2 separate regions of the Mus musculus genome follow, and region 2 is linked to region 1. The links are chromatin contacts, called in public promoter capture Hi-C maps. All regions are on one chromosome and are shown on one strand. The core of a region is the stretch at or near the end of the contact, and the rest is flanking DNA. Distances in the headings are between cores, read along the strand shown. Region 1 has its middle 32 kb from the start of Zfp777. Region 2 holds the start of Repin1 (replication initiator 1).

What was found. Promoter capture Hi-C pulls out the DNA fragments that hold promoters and counts their contacts.
Region 2: a contact with region 1 is called in a promoter capture Hi-C map of cranial neural crest. The contact joins the promoter of Repin1 here to the enhancer-like site in region 1. A contact is called at or near these places in 2 of 39 promoter capture datasets (cranial neural crest and trophoblast stem cells), 1 of 115 datasets of contacts at active chromatin or transcription factors (stem cell-derived neural progenitor cells) and 2 of 9 other capture datasets (adipose tissue and embryonic stem cells).

The regions. Positions count from the first base shown.
Region 1 is chr6:48,014,462-48,018,041 of GRCm38.p6, reverse strand. It overlaps a transcript of Zfp777 not described here. Among named protein-coding and RNA genes, the nearest start is that of Zfp777, 32 kb to the left of the region's middle. Within about 2 kb of position 1,626, at least 110 of the 459 cell types and tissues checked have an H3K27ac peak or open chromatin away from gene starts, as enhancers often do.
Region 2 is chr6:48,592,370-48,595,756 of GRCm38.p6, reverse strand. It overlaps Repin1 (replication initiator 1), which reads right to left and starts at 1,874. Exons shown (of 3, transcript NM_001079901.1): 1 at 1,705-1,874; 2 at 781-966. The coding sequence starts at 925.

The DNA of each region.
Region 1 (3,580 bases), core at 377-2,876:
CTTGCTTTAAATCTAAGGTTCTGACCAAGCACCTGTGACTCTTAACATTTCCCAGTCTCAAACCAAGCTCTGGATGTCTAATTTATTCAGTGACACTTGCCATAGTTACCTCATTCCTGGATGGAGCGAAGTTTCTTAACTTTAATTTCCTTTCAGGTTTCACATGCTTGGCAGATATTCCTATCAGAAGATGATAAGTCCCCATAAACTCACCAGGAAAATCTCAGAAGCCAAAACTCACCAGGAATTCCTGGAAGGCTTTGGAAATGACAGCACAGATGTCCTTAAAGGATCCATTATAATTTCAGCACATGCTCCCACTGCCTTTTCCAGGGAAGAATCGGGGACCTTGCCTCATACCTTGTAAGCATCCTGGAGAGGCTATACTGCCCTGGGATTACAGGTACCTCCTAGGGGTAGCACTTAGTGGCCATCATGCGTTTGATTTCCCTACAGATGGGGACAGCTTTTACTTACTTTGTACTTGCTCTGGAGTCTGACACCCAGGCTTATCAATCTCATGGATAAATATGTTACATGTCAACAATGATAAAAACTTGGCCTCGTGGGAACAGATTTTTGGTTTTTTTAAACAGGATGGAACTAGGTAGCCCTGACTGGTCTGGAACTTGCTATGAAGAAGACTAGGCTAGCTTCAAACTTACAGAACCCTGCCTCTTCCTCCCAAGCTCTCAAGACCACCATGCAACACCACCTTCCCAATCAGAAATACTTTCTTAATTATAGACAATCCCAAACCAGTGCCCTGTGTGGGGGCACAGCAATGTCAGTGTTCAGGAGGCTGAGGCCAGCATGTGCTCTACAGAGGCCAGCCAGGGCTATAGCAAAAGTCTGCCTCAATAAACAAACAAAAAATCTAAAACTTTTAAACGATACTATCTTTTAGTATGCATTCACTCCAGTAATGCCTCTCATATTTAGCCCACGTACTCGGTAGCGTCTCCAGGCCCCTGCCAAACCCTCCAAATGGGTGCCTGCTATGTGAGAGAAAGGTACGTAGAGGTCTCATGAGGAATCCAAAGACAGGCAGGCTGAAAGCGAGACCTAAGGAAGATGGTGTGGTGTGCCTCCCGGTACCAAGGACCCCACTCCACCTTTCGAACTGAGCATAAACTGCTGGAATCCGGAATAAGCCAGGCTTTGGGACTCTGGTTTCAGATGCCTGGCTTAGCTGTCTGGCCACTCTCTCTGGCACGATTAGAAGCTCTGACCTTGGGAAAGATCTCCCTACCCCATCATCTAACCCCTTCCAGAGGGGGCAAGCCCTTCAGACGCCCAGAGAACCCCCAGAATGGCCCATCTCTTCTGCCCCAAGGACTTTTAAAGAAACCTCTCAAATCCCAAACACGTGTGTGGCAGTGAGACAACGAGCCAAGGCTCCAAAAAGCCATCCTATTTTCTAATCCCCGAACAGTATTTTTTGGGTTCTATATTTATATTTTCAATAAATGTAAATAGATCATTGTTTATACCTTTAAACCAATTTTAATGGTGTAAATTCCAAATGTCCTTCCTCCCAGCATCTTCTCCCTGGCCTCCATAGGCCTGGCACACTACCTAAGCTCCTGCAGGCCCCCACCACGTCGGGCTGTGCTGGCCGTTGTGCTGCCCCCTGGCGGCCAGCACCGAGAGGGCCTCGGAGGCCGGCGCCCACCTGGCTGTTGGTGGCCGCTCTAGGAATGTGAGGGGGGGGGGGGGCTCTCGGTGGTGGTGGTGGCGCAGGCGGTTTCCGCGCGCCCAGTCCCCGCGCCACGCCCAGGGGTGGCTGGCCCCAGAAAGGCCAGCCCCAACCTCCTCGCCAGCAGCCTGCCCTTCCCACTGCAGCGATGCCTCAACGCCAACTTTTTTTTTTTTTCTCTGCACCCTCGGGGCAGCACGGCCTTGTTCCCTGGGGTTTGTGCTGCGGGTTCTTTCTCCAAATCCCCAAGCAAACACAATTGTGCATACACCAAGGCGAGGCCTCAGGAATTTGCAGGTGATAATAGATACCGAGACTTACTCCCAACCGAGTGCTCAAACCAGTTGCAGAGAAGAAAGCCAAAAGCGAGGAGAAAGGAATGAAGAAGTTCACGGTCCTTTAAGGTTTATGTTTAAAAAAAAATGTGTATGTGCCTTTGAGCATGTGTGTGCACATGAGTGCAGCTCCCAAGGCCAGAGGCACCCAATCCCCTGTTGTAAACTGAGCTTCAGTTCTCTGCAGGAGCAGCAAGCTCTCGTGGTTTTTGTTTGTTTTTAACATTTATTTTATGTGTACGAGTGTGTTGCCTGCATGTTTACATGTGTACCACAACGGTCAGAACAAGATGTTGGGTCCCTTGGAACTGGAGGTATGGATACACCTTATGAGAGAGACACTGTGTGGGAACTGGGAACTGAACCCAGGTCTTCTTAATGGGTCAGCCATCCTCCAGACTGTCTTTTGAGAGGAAGGTCTTACTATATGGACCTGGCTGGTGACCTCACATTTTCATCATCCTCCTGCCTCAGTCTTCCAACTGCTGCATCACCACACCCACCGGTTCTCTCACAATTTTGGAGAAAGTCTAAGTTCAATGTGGGACAGATAGGTCCTTTCTGGATGTGTTAGTCTGAGTGCTGCCTCTGTGCCCAACTGAGCTTCCACTTTGCCCCATTCTTATCTTTGAAGACAGGGTGCCTGTAGGCCAGAAGTCTTTCCTTAGGTGAGCCATCAGGAACTACTATTTAAAAGATGGTTGACGGAATGACCACTAGTCACCCTGTGAGTTCATCATAAATCCTGTTTGCATGCTAAAGAACACACCATCCTTTGCCATAACAACAATTTCCATAGCTATATTTGCAAAGAACCACTAATAGGGATGAGGTAGGAAAGAGAAAGAGTCGTCAAAATTCCCGGCAAATCTCCCATTCTCAAAAAGCACACTACCATTCTCCTTTGAGCCCACCTGCCCCCATTTCCTTTACTCTCTAGCTTCCTAGACACCAAGAATTTATTATGGGGTTTATCTCCCACATCTCCTATTCTTGGATAATAATAAAGGACTCACTACTCAGGCTTCATATTGGTTCCACAATTCCTAGAGGGAAAAAGGACCCAGTTTAGGTACAGAAACCTGCAGCCTTGGTAATGAATCTGCTCTCTGCCTGCCTCTTATGCTTCTGATGATGGCTCAGCAGTGCTTGGCTGTAGACCCACCAGCTTCAGCAGCAGACTCTTTGGTTTCCACGGGAGGCCCCTACAGGCTTTACATGGAAAATTTTCCCCGTGAGGGAAAATCAAGCTCGGTTTACCTGACTTAGGTAACCTGTGCTGGGCCAGGACTTCTCAGAGTCCGATATCCGCTCACTTAATGTTGCCATATCTAAGCATAGCACAATTTTGGGAAAAGTTTTCAGATATAAACTCAGCCCAGAGAGTACAACAATGCTTAAGACGTGTTTTCATGGACCCTCTCTACAAAGTACCTGTGGCTTCATGCTTAAGATGGGTTTTGGTTGCCTTAGAAGCAATACCCAAGATAAGGGTCTAGGGAGAATTCTCTAGGGAAAATGGCTGAGATAAACACAGCCCCTGTGG
Region 2 (3,387 bases), core at 625-3,124, 580 kb before region 1:
GTGGAGATCTCCTCAAAAACCATCTGACTAAAACCTTGAGGAAGGTACTTCCAGCCTCCCCAGCTCAGCTCTAAGCCTGGAGAGCAAGTGAAAACAGCCTTTCTTCAGACCTGGGAGGTGGGCAAGGTGCCTCTACTAGCACAGACTAACACCAGGCCACCACCTGTCCAGACTACCCACAGTCTGCCTGCCAGCCCTTCTCCACCCACACCCAAGCAATTGCAACTGGGACATTGGGGGGAGGGGGGAGAGGCAAGCACTTCTCAATCCAAGGAACACCCACAGTCTGCTGCCCCTCCCCTGGAGTGAGGGAGAACCCTGGCTCAGCATCTCTTAAGGGGGCTAGGGATTACTGGGGTAAAGAAAGGGGTGGGAAGAAGAGATCATAATCTCTGTCCCTTGCCTGGTCCTGCCCAAACCGGGCCAAGGACTGCCCCACTTCAGCTATACCCCACAGGGGAACCCAGATTCCTGAGAGCCTCCTACACAGAGTCAGTTCAGGGGTGGCAGTAAGACTTCCCAGGGACCTTTTCATGTCTGTTCGTGGCCTCTGTCCGGGCAAAACCTCCTGAATTCCTTTACAGCCTGCTCTCTTTTGGGGGACTACAGACATGACTCAACCCCACCAACCCCCAACTCCCACCCCCGCCTGAACCCAGGGAAGACTCCATGATAGGAGAATGGATTCCTTCCCCAGTACATCCCTGTCCTGCAAGTATAGGAGACATGAGCGCTGGAGTTATGGGTTGGTTTGAGGGCACAAGAAAGGCCAAACTCTACCCTGAAGACTGAAGAGCTGGGGGTGAGGCTTTTTCCAGCTCCTTCTGGGGATGTTCCTGGGGAGACTTCGGCTGCTTCGGCCCACACTTCGGTAGCCCCCGGATGACAGAGAAAACTGTAGCAATAAAGACATCCCTATCCCCATGGCAGAGCTCAGACCTCTAACTGCTGAGAGGTCAGCCTTACCTGGGGAAGGGAGAGAAAAGAACGAGTGTGAGGCTCTGCGCTAAGCCAGGGCAGGTTTGTGTCATCACCCAGTCTCTCCCAGATTCAAGGCTACAGAGTTCAGCCTTGAACTCCATACCCAGCCTGGTCGAATGACCTAGCGGACACTGAACTAAATAAAGCATGAGCATGACCCTTTACTGAGGAAGCACAGTGCTGCCTTTGGAGGCCACCTCCTAGCCTGGTAGGGCCCCAGAAGAATAGCCTCCTCCATCTGTTGCAAGGCTCTTTCTCAGTGGCCAAAGGGCTGCCTAGGCAGTAACTCTGGAATCCCTATTGCCTCCCCTTCCCCCACTCTCCGCGCAACATAAATTCCAGGCCTGTCTCCCGAGGGTCTACGCAGGGAGCGCCAGAGTGCCCAGGACTCTCCAGAATTTCCTTGGTCATCTAGGGCAGCCCCGGGTGGCAGCAGGCCCACACACTCCCCCTTTGTATAGATGCGTGTCCTCCGTCCACATTTGCTGGCTCGCTGGACCGGTTCGGACCAGCCAGTGGGCCATCTCGGGTCCCACGCACAGCGCAGCCCGCGGAGCCTGTGCGCAGGTGCGCTCGCCCCGCGCCTCAACACTCCCCCCCCCCTTTCATATTCCGCGCGCGCGCGCGAACCCCACAGCCGCACACACTCACGGTCACGCGCCCCACAGGTGGAGCTGCCCTCGCACGCCCTCGGTGGCCCCTGCGCCCTTACTCGACCCATACCTCTCCCGCGTGCCCTCCAGGGACGCAGCGCCCATCCATAGAGCACCAGGCCGGCCTCTGCGGCCGGTTCCCCGCCCCGCAGCGGCGACAGCGGCAGGTTCGAGTTCACAACTGCCAGGCCCGTCCCCAACCTCCCCCCACGCGCTGGGTTCCCAGCTCCACGTGACTACAGGAGCTGCGGAGGGTCAGTCTCGGCTAGGCGGCCGCGGCCTGGGGGCGGGGCGGGCCAGGTCACCCCGCTGCACTGCCGCTCCGGCACAAGGCCAGGGAGGGCCCCCGGCTCCATCGCCATGGCAGCCACCAGCTCCGGTTTGGCCACCGGCCCGAGCTTCAGTTTCCTAACCCTCTGCCCAGAAAAGGATGCTCGCCCCTGGGCCACCTTGTGGCCAGGCTGTGGTCACTGTGTTTGGTCCACCCTTACTGTCTTTTTCAAAACTCAGAGCCAGAGAGAACTAGACAGGGCACCAACGGTTCTCCTGGCGTCGAGCCTGGGGCTTTGCCCAGTCCGCTCTAGCTTAGGGCTGGAACACAGCACCACGGCAACAGAGCGCATCTGGATGAAGAATGAATGGCCCGCAACTGTGAATTCTGCAAGGCCCTCTATTCCCACAACTAAGATCCGGAGTGGCCTAAGCTCTAGAGATGCAGGCCGGGCCCAGGTGGCTGTTGGCACAAATGGGTCGTTTACCCTTGGAAACGCACAGCAGCCAGTGTGGCGTCTGCGGAGGCAGGTGCAAGCCTGTGGCCATGACTCACCACCCACTAGCAGGTGGCCTTGGCTTTCCAAAAGAACCCCATCTTGGAACTTCCAGACCAGTGCAATTTCGTGTCCTTTCATGCTTTCAACAGAGACAAGCTTTGAATTGTACAATTATTTTAAAAAAAAACACTTTTAAAATCTCTCCCAAGGGCCATCTAGCCCTCTCATATATTAGCCTCCTAAAGCCAATTACATTCGGTGTTTGACATACTCGAGTGTTCTGAATAGTATTTTATATTGGGGAAGCCTGGGTTATCCCTTGCAACTGTACATGCTGGCTCTTCACTTAAGATATTGTAAGTTTTCTCCCATTTCGTTGTTCTCTTATATATTATATTAAAACATATATATATATATATATATATATATATATATATATATATAGTTTAATGGCTGTATAAATATGCAAATCGATTACATATTTTTCCTATGTCCTTATAGATTAATGTCTCATTACCCATGTCCAGGTTCAAACTTTTGGAGGTAGAAACAGATGGTCAAAGACAAGATTCATCAGTTATCCCTGAGAAATGACCATTTTTTTCCATTTCCTTGACAACATGGGCTATTTTCCCAAATTTAATTAAAATGACTGTTTGCTTCAATTTTTGCTTCTTGGGTTGCTGGTTTCCTGACTTGTTTGTTTTGTGTGATTTTTTTTTTAAACCAGTTTATGCTATGACTACTGAGAATTTATCTTTGCCTGACTTTCTATTTGCTCACTTTCAAGGCTGGGAAGTTGGGATGGTTGTTTGGGTTTCATGCTTAAAGATGTTCATTTGTCATATGTGTGGAAAATATTTTCCCCAAAAGATTGTTCTTTGGGGGTGTAGGGGTGGGAGGCAAGGTCTCACTGTGCAGACCCCACTGGCCTCATACCCAAACCCGGTGGCCTGTCTGCCAAGTGCTGGGATCACAGGCAT